Linked DNA regions of Mus musculus: region 1 is linked to region 2. A link is a contact called in public Micro-C data. All regions are on one chromosome and are shown on one strand. The core of a region is the stretch at or near the end of the contact, and the rest is flanking DNA. Distances in the headings are between cores, read along the strand shown.

Region 1 (4,925 bases), core at 69-2,568, 170 kb before region 2:
GCTCCAGCCTGGCCATTGGAGGGGGTGGAGCGTCCCGGGTCTGCTGCTGCGAGGTGGTGGAGTGTTGTTTTCTCTTAGCTGGTTGGAGGACTGGATTCTCCTCATCTCTAAGAGGGAAAGTTCTGGCCAATCACAAGAAGCCAACTGGAGACTGCGAAAGTGGGGATGAGATGGCAAAAATCTGTTCTTGTTGCCGCAGGAGACGCACCTCTTTCGGTGCGCATAGATGCCCCAGAAACTTGTCAAGCTGCGGCTGGCAGCTGTGACAGTCTCGGCGTGCGTGGGGAGGGAGGTTGTTTAGCTGCGGCTGCTTGGGGCTTGGCACTCAGAATTCACTGTTTTCCCGACTGAAGTTGAACTCTGGGCCTGGAGTGGGGCCGGGGCTTCTATTAGAATTTTAATATGGGAGAAATGAAGTGAAGAGCTAAGGAAAGGCAAAGGGGAAAAACATGGGGCGGAAACTCCACCCCATCTCTTTGATTCTTGCCCACATCCCTCACCGAATCTGTTTCCTAACCTGTAAAATGGGCACTTAAATGCTTTCGGAGACTCTTACTGGCTCTAGATTTGCAGGTTATGGTAGAGAAGCAGGCAAGAGCCACTAGTCTGTTTGCCTTACAATCAAGTGGTATTTTGAGGACAGCATTTTGAGCCTTCTCATATTTTATGAGCAAAAGACGCAAAAGACTTTCCCCCAACCCCGAGAACCTTGGCTTTGATTTCAGTAACATAAATCTTGGGAGGACCCCCACTGCTACAGAGGGCTTTAGTTTCTATACAACCGAAGGGTGGGCTTCGGCACTGCAAATTAGGAATGCCCCACCCCCGCTTACTCCTGCTTGTTTTATTTTGTTTTGTTTTGTTTTGTTAGGTTTTGTCTTTCTGATCTTCTCCCGCCCTCTGCTCTCCCCTTCCCTTCCTCTTCTCCCCACTCCTTCCTCTTAGTGTTGTTTACTGATCTCCCAAATTCTGATGACGCTCTGGGCACCTCGCCAAACGCGAGGGCCCCCGAATCCACCCGGGGGTGGCATAGAAGTCTCTGGTCTAAGGCGAATCTCCGCGGGGCAGATGTAGGACTAACAAATAGTGACAGGGCAGTGAGTGTGCAGTGCCCCGAGGCCCCCGCGGAAATGAGCACAGGCTGTTTGGAAAGCCGGAGGGACCCCTGACCCAGGGGATGCCGCATCTCGCCCCCGCCGCAGCCTGCAAGGGCGGGGGTTGAGGCTCCAGCGCCCCGCAGCCGCAGTGACTCAGGAGGCCTCCCGCCCGCGTTCCTCCGCCACCCGCTCACTGCGGCACCGGGGACACGGTTCCTCCGCCCACAGCCTGCACCGCGTCCCCGGCGCCCTCCCCGCCGGCTTGCCCGGGCTGTGCCACCCCCACTTTCTGTCCGCAGAGGCGGCTACGCAGGAGGGGAGGAGGGTGTTTGCTCCTAGATTGTTCTGCACTGGGAGAGCTGCGGGAGGGAAAAGGGGAGACAGGACCATTGGAATGACTCAGGGTTTTTTGAAGCAGCTAAGCCATAACAGAGGCCTCACTCCAGGATCGGGGAAAGCCAGCAAGAGTCCTTAGAAGTTTCTGGCCTTAAAAACAGCTTCCTACCCAGACTCCCAGCTTGAATTCTGCAGGAGCGTAGAAATGCACTCATAATTTAAAGCTCTAAGAATATCTGTATTACTTAGAAAAAGGGAAATAGGGTCTGGAGGCCTCGAATATCCTCAAAATAACCATTCTGCTGGTTCCCAGTCCATCTTTGGAAGGTAGTTACAGCTAGGATCCTATCAGTATTAACTAACCAAAAGACACATCTTAGGATAGCTCCCACCTCCAGGAGCCATAGACTCTCCTGCTAAGATAGAGCTAGAGGGACCCTTCTCCCTCCTGAGTCACTGTGGCAGCAGATTGAAGAGGCCCCTCGGGGCCTCGATGTGCTTTTGCTTCAAGCTAGATGGTCAGTGACATGTTTCATAAAGGACCCGGTTCTAAGTCCTGCCTCACAGAGAGGCAGTGGGAAGCTCTCTGTTTCTCTAGGCCATACCAGCTCGATTCCCCCAAAAGAAGAGAGCTGTCATTTCTCCATACATCAGTCAAGATTCTGGAAGCAAAGAAAGACCATTGTTTACCGCATATCTTCCTGTCCAAAGTCGGTGCTAAGCTGAGAGGACCCTCCATGATCGCCACCTGCCATGTCTCACCCTCTGGTCTCTATGTGCCCTTACTTTAGTCTAGTCATGCTGTTTCTGTTTTTTAAACTCCCCGCTGATCATCTATCTCTGCCTCTGGGTCTTCGGGCATGCTGGATGGCCCCTCCACAGGTAAAGTGCCCCCCACCCCCATGCCTCAAAGGCCATCCTACCCAAAATAGATCCTGTCTATCACAGCTGTGCTGAGTTTTCCCCTTTTGCATTTACTTCATTATGCATTATTGTTCTGTAAATAGAACATCTCCTCTAAAGAATGAGTTCCTTGGGATCTAGGGCTTTATCTTGTGAATTGTTCTAGTGCCCATGGCTGGCACATTGTAAGTGTTTGATGAATATGTAAAGAAAGAAGAAGACCAGGCCATGAGCTTGCTCAACTTCATAAGTTAATGACCTTTCCTCAGAATATCTGTTGTCTCCCACTCAAACTGGTTGGCTAGAAATGATCTTGAACTGACGTCAGATTACACCATGACCTATGAACAAGCTGGACACCTAAGTAAGATGTAGATTTTAGTATTTCCCCGATCTCTCTGTAAGCTGAAATACCCCATTACTTTGGAATGTAAATATTTTAAAGCTGTTATTCAAATAGATGTCGGCATGCTCACAGTATAGCCAGTGTTATCTCTATATTTTTGTACTTCTCAAGGCTTGGAGGGATGCCAACATTTATAAAGCGTATGGACTTCTTACTGTAGCTCATTCAGCCCACTAAGTTATTGTAGTCAACTGGTCAACTGCCAGTCGACAACAGAATCCTAAGGTCTGTACTGGCATGCTGCAATGTGATTGCCACTCATCTGAGCAAGAGCCATCGTGGTAGTCATTTCTCTTCCAGCCAGTTGGTAGCCATACCAGCTCGTTCCTTTTCTTAGCAATTTTCTTCTCTATGGTTGAATCATATAAAGATTCTTATAAAGAATCGCTGCAACACTAGTGCTTTTAAAAATAGCACTATGTGAAAAAAAAATAACAGCAAAATTGGATTTAAGTCTTGGCTGCTTTATACACCAGCAGGGGTCACTTCTTTTTATTCTGAGCCCTCATATGAGCAGTTAGTGTCCCTTCTGCCTCCTGAGACCACCACTGTGAGGGTCAGATGAATTAGTGCAGAATAAAGTGCTTTGTAAGTGTCAGCACTGGGTGGGTACTCCAGCAACCAGCATGCTGCGATTAAAGAGAAGGGGGGAGGAGGGAGGGAGGGAGGGGGAGAGAGAGAAACAGAGAGGGGGGAGGGAGGCAGAGAGTGAGTGAGGGAGGGAGGGAGGGAGAGAAAGAGACAGACAGACAGACAGACAGACAGGTGTTTATCTGTGTAAAACACTTGAGAACTAAAGCCCCACCTTTCTGAGGGCTGGGAGCTGTGTATAAGCACAGTCAGTCCACTGATGGTTATTAAGAAAGGGACTCCGAACCAAATGGAAAATCTATAGGCATCAAGAGTTAAGTCTGGAATGAGCTGTGCCAGAGATGAAAGAGGAAGTGAGATCAGAGACCACACTGGGGGTGTTGTGATGTCTGAACCATAGGTCTGGAGCAAGAGCAGGTTGGAGGAGGCAGACAGAAGGCTTTGATCCAACTGAGATGAAATAGAGTAGAAAGGCATATGGGTAGGTAGAGCAGGGGCTGGTTACTCAGTCAATGTCTTATTTCTTCACCCAGTACTTGCCGGACATGATAGTTCTCTACCTCCTTCAGGAAGGTTTCCAGAGAACAACCCTTTTTTATAAGAGTATAGGTATCTGGACATTCTTCCCCTATCCTAGCTTAGTTGTTGCTTTCAAGAACTGAGGGATTTGAACCAGTGAACCACCCAGAAAGTCCTGTAAGTCTTGCTTGGATAAGTTTGTTGCTCATTTTTTGGCGGGCAAAAGAACTGGGTTTTCTTTTTGGAAATTATGGTACAGTCATTGAAGCTGAAATGGCAATCTTGCCCTGTACTGAATCTAAACCTTTTACCATCAGTATATCAAGTACCCATTCAATGTCTTCTACCAGGTGGCTGCATTGTCTTTCTTCATTAACAGTCCTCTAGGAGATGGACATCTTGTCATTTATAGCATATCCAGCTTCAGGCCACTATGCAAAAAAGCATGTGAGAAATGTCTAGTAACAGTGTGTTTTCCATAACCGGATAACATATAAAATATCTGTTGAATATTCAGTATTTTTAATCACACCTTTAGGGTTCGCTCTGTATGTTACACTGTTATGTTTTAATGGTTGTCACTTCTTTCCCCTTAGTTTTCCTTCCTGTCCTAATAATAGGCTTTCATAATTCTGTGGTGATTCTGATTCTGACATTGAACACCCCAATAATCTGTAACTTAGAGAAGAGTTTGGGGCCCATGAAAATGTCATAATCACAACAAAGGGCAGACTTTACTTGCAATTGAATTATAGTCAAGAAGATGAAAGAAAATTAGTGACAATATCAGTTCGCTATTGCTGTTTAACAAAATAGTCCCAAAGTAATAGCTTATAACATCAAAAGGGTCTGAATGAGAAGGTAATATATTCTAGCTCAAATAAGAACTACAAAAGATCATGAATACCAAGAGAGATTAAGCGCTGGCACAAATGAGATATAAGTAAGAATCCACTGCCTTCTGTTGAATGTCTCCAGGATATGGGGCTGTTACCTTGTTCTCTAAGCCAGTGCAGTGACTTCCTGAAATCAGACCATGTGTGAGTTAGACTTTTCTAGAAGAAGTTGAAAAT
Region 2 (4,631 bases), core at 1,698-4,197:
GTTGAGACTTACTTTGGCCAGGAGAATGTAAAGCAATATGGGAATGTACTTGTACTTTAAAAGGCTACACACAGAGGAGTAAGCCTGATATAGTTGTCTCCTGAGAGCTTCTGCCAGAGCCTGACAAATACAGAGCCTGATAAATGCAGAGGCACATTTCGAGATAAGAATGTGAGCATGCATATGGTCATATGGAGAATTTATATGGTGATGTGAAGAAGTCAAAGTTGAAAATTTACCTCAATGGATTCAGGCTAAAACAGAAATATGAATTCAAATCTTGGTGAGTATGATTATTTCTTAGTTTTATCATTACTGGATCAAATCACCAACAAGAACAGCTTAAGGAAGGAAAGCTCTCTTCTGCTCACTGTTACAGAGGGTTTCTTAAGGTGGTGGGGCCATGGCAGGGAAACTTAGACCATGGTGCACAGCAGAGTGGAACGCAAAGGCCAAGGACAAAGCATCACAACCAAGGACACCTCTTCCTGACCTATTTCCTCTAAGTAGGGATTTGAATCTTGAATACATCAATGGATTAAACCATACATGAAGTCAAGGCGATCCTTCATTATGTGACAATCTCTGAAAAGGCCCACACAGACATTCTCAGATATGTGGCTGACTAATCTCATGTAATTTTCAAGTCCACTTGAGTTGACATTTAGAATTAGTAGTGAGTGTATACATATACATATACATATACATATACATATACATGGTATAAGTTATTATATATTTTCAAGATAACACAAGTTATCAACTATCTGAAGAAGAATATTCTGTGAAAATTTTTGTTGCAGTAGTCTTCATTCTAGTGTCTTTTAACAGGTGCCTTCAGGTAAAACACTCATGCCATGGTTGTGTTTTCTGTAAAGTAGTTGAATGCTTCCTGAAGAATCAATTGCATTGAAATAGTAAGTGAAGTGTTGACTCAGACTGGTAGAGCAAATCTAGCAGTTGTGCATTGCATTGAGTTATGAATTGTTTTCAGCTCACTGAAGACCCTTTAGTGTGTATTTTCAGGATTTTCATTGTGGGACTTATTAGTAATGAATTGTTTGTCATCAGAAGCCAAGAGTCAATGGAGACACCTTATGCTTACCAGTGCCAAAATAAGCTGACATACCACAGTGTAACAAACCTGCCTACACGGTACCACCACTTGGGCATGTTTTCCAAATCTGGCATAGCAGGTTTTTACCGCAGACAGAATAATTGTCTCTTAAATGTTCTTGGTCCTGACTGAGACGTGATTGGACATAATGCTATAGCCAAATTTTAAAAGCTAAATAATATTTTCTCTAGCTTTTGTAGTCATACAAAAATTAAGAGGCTTTTGATTCATGTATTATCCTCTATGTTATCTCAGAAACAAAAGAAAATTGTGACAGGGTTGTAATTCATCTACTTCCTTTCAATATGATTCTTAATTATGTAAAGTCAGAGGACATAAAGTTCCATGCTCTAGAGCATCACACAGTAACTTTAACCATAGTGGCTCTACTGTGCTACTACTCTGACTCTCCAGACCTCTTTGTGGCATTCAAAACTAGAGACATGTGCCTTTGCCAAGTCCCAGGCAACCAACATTCCACTCTCTATGGATCTGACAACTTTCGAGACTTTCTATAAGTGGGATCACATAAAATAATTTGTCTTGTTATGACTGGAGTTTATTTTCTTTAGTGAGATTTCATTAATGTCCTCAAAATTTATTGATATTTTAGTATGCACAGGGTTTGTTTTTAAGGTTGAACAGTATTCCATTGAATGTATACGTTATATTTTATCTGCACATTCAGCTGTCTATACACGCGTGAATTACTGCTACCAATTGGCTATTGTGAGTTATGAACATGGGTGAGAAAATTCTTTAAAACCTTGCTTTAGAATTATTTTTAGTGTGCAGAGTTGAGGCTGCTGGATCACATGATAATTATTTTGATATTTTGAGGGATCACACGGGCCACATCAGTCTACACTCCCACCAAAAGTACCTGTGTTCTATTCTTTCTAAGTACTTATTAACATCTTTTATTTTTATCATTTTAAATTGTGGTGTTTCTTATTATTATGGGGCAATATCTCATTATGGCTTAGATTTGCATTTCCATAATGATTAATAATATGGAACACCATTTCATGTATACATTGGCATACATGGCACGTTCTTTTGGGGGAAATGTTTATTAAAACCTTTGTCACATTAAGTAGGGTTGTTGTTAATTAAGGTTTTATGCATTTTGGAGATGAAATATTGTCAGATAGACAATTGAAAAATGTTCTTCCTCATTATGTGGGTTGCCTTCTCAGTCTTAATTATGTCTTTTGATGCACAGAAGCTTTTAATTTAAGGTAGTCTATATTATATTTTTTACATTTTTAGCCTATGCTTTTAGTATCCTCTCCAAGAAATCATTGCCAAAGCCATTCATTTGCTTTTAACAAAATCTGTCTTGTAAGACATAAAAGATAATTTGCAATGTAAATCAATTGGATAGCCTGAATTAATTTTTTCATTCAGAACACAAGATATTAAAAACAGATAAAAGCAGAACTGTCAAATTGGAAGTATATTGAAACTCACCCTGTAATTTTTGAAGGAAAAAAAATAAGTGCATCTTGTTTGCTTAGTTTGACTCTCCTAAGTATTGCACCTTGATGTGGTTATAGGGCCTTTGTGGAAACACAGTAGGAGTGCTTTGAAGCCAAAGCACAAGAGGTCTTTGTTTGGCCTATACTGCTTAGTTTAGTGAGTCTTAGCAGCTTGTTCACTGCTTTGAGCACTAAGAGGAAAATCCATAAGAAGAAATGCTATTTTCTTCTCAGAATCTGGGATTCCGGTGCAGCAATTTGTTTTTGGATTGCTTAACAGAACAGAAATGGGGCTAAGACCCAAGAGTGTTGGAACTCGGATTTCCACTGGATATTACAAAGAACTTACAGAGAACAGGCTGCCCTGTGAGAAACAGACTCTCATCCAAATGTCCCTGGAGAAACTAGGCAATTCCTTCTCAGGACTCCTGCAGAAAATATTTCTTTGCTGGATGAGAAGCATATTAGACAACTGACTGTGTTCCTTTAAGTCAAAAGGGTGGAGGTTTGCAGAGAACCCCTAGATGAATCACTGATACATTAAAAAGTCTCAGAAATGAATCCTCACCTAACTGAATTTAGTATTTGTTTTTGAAATCCATATAGAGACTAAAGGGTAGTTAGTTCTCTGGTTTCAGAAAGATCTGGAATGAAGTAGACCCAAAGATAGGCTCTGGGAGTCTGAGGAGGGATGTAAAACAGAAAGGCAGAGGGCTTGAAAGCCAGCCTCAACAGAGTCAACAGGACCAATTTTGATGTCATTTCTTATTACGTTGTTTCCATCAACTTTATCCTTTCCATCATGAGCAAATGCCAAAGGTCACACAAGGAGCCTTTACTGGGTTGCAGCCATAGTCATTAGCCCTGAATGACAACAGACAAAATGACAATTGACTCTTTTTAGGTGCCCAGAAATTCCTCCAATCCAATTTAACTCTTTCCTTGGTTCCTTTCAGTTTTACTACTCTCAGAGCTCACATGTGGCCTCCTGTTCTTGCCCTTTCTGCAGTCATCTTCCCACCTCCACAGCTCCTTTCTCCTTCTTTCCTAGAGTCCTTAACCTCAGATAAGCCTGGGATTTCCTCTTCTTTACTCTCAGAATCAAGCCCGTGAGCCATCCCTCATTTCCCTGGTCCTCTTAGATATGTCATGGTATGAATTCGTGGAGCTCCAATGAGGAGAACTGACTGCAACCTTCTTGAATGATACTTGCATGACAGTCAATTTTGAGAACTATTTCTGTGTTATAAAGCACATGTAAGCAGTCAGTACATAGGGCTACCACTTTAAGGCATGGTTTAGTAGTGTAACCTATTCCCTGCAGTTAGATCAGCCCCTTCTACTTCTGTGTATAAAGGTGGAAACTATGCAATGAGGATAATTTTAAAATTCATGGCCAGATTCTGTTCTCAGTCAACCAAATTATACCAGCTTTATTCTGTGGAGATGATATTGGACTAGACTAGAGTGTGGATAAGTGTTATAGCACACTAGATAGTGATATATCGGATAGTGATATATCACACTAGATAGAATTTATTGATTTCTGTGGTTTTCGACATTTACTGAGTGTAGAATGAAGTTGTTAGTTTTTCTTATACACCATGATTTTACCATTTTTTTAAAAAAATATGAACTGCTCACCTACATGTTATACAGAGTTTTTCAGTTTTTTGGATAGAATGTCTGGGAAAAGTTAGGATATGAGGAAGTCCAAAAGATCTGAATAGGTTGAAATATGAGAGCTAAGAATTGGTGTTAAGAAGTTATAATATGACTGACAAAGGGACTCAAATAATCAGAGTCTTTTACAACCAAAATTATATGTATGTACATAAAATACAACAACTTACCCACAAGAACTCAAACCCAAGGCACTTAGGGTAGATGTTTATCAGACAGAACAGGAGACAAAAATTAACCTGTTTGTTTTCATTGAATCAGAGCTGTCAGAGGGAGGAAGGAAAATAGAATTCTCAGTCAGCGTCATGTCAGCACTTGAAGTGTCATTCCACCACACTGGCATGTTTTCT

The links. A called contact is a pair of places that touch in the nucleus more often than the background predicts.
Region 1: a contact with region 2 is called in a Micro-C map of brown adipocytes, with 4 times the contacts expected there. The contact joins two enhancer-like sites. A contact is called at or near these places in 3 of 39 promoter capture datasets (the 3T3-L1 cell line, 3T3-L1-derived adipocytes and the HPC-7 cell line) and 4 of 484 Hi-C or Micro-C datasets (brown adipocytes, cortical neurons, forebrain and 1 more).

What each region holds. Positions count from the first base shown.
Region 1 is chr2:136,675,179-136,680,103 of GRCm38.p6, reverse strand. All of the region lies in intron 2 of Gm32659 (a long non-coding RNA gene), which reads left to right. Among named protein-coding and RNA genes, the nearest start is that of Snap25, 36 kb to the left of the region's middle. Within about 2 kb of position 1,318, at least 280 of the 459 cell types and tissues checked have an H3K27ac peak or open chromatin away from gene starts, as enhancers often do. A contact at or near this core is called in 3T3-L1-derived adipocytes and brown adipocytes, where this site is marked.
Region 2 is chr2:136,502,852-136,507,482 of GRCm38.p6, reverse strand. No RefSeq gene overlaps it. Among named protein-coding and RNA genes, the nearest start is that of Gm32746, 7.0 kb to the left of the region's middle. Within about 2 kb of position 2,947, at least 11 of the 459 cell types and tissues checked have an H3K27ac peak or open chromatin away from gene starts, as enhancers often do. A contact at or near this core is called in 3T3-L1-derived adipocytes and brown adipocytes, where this site is marked.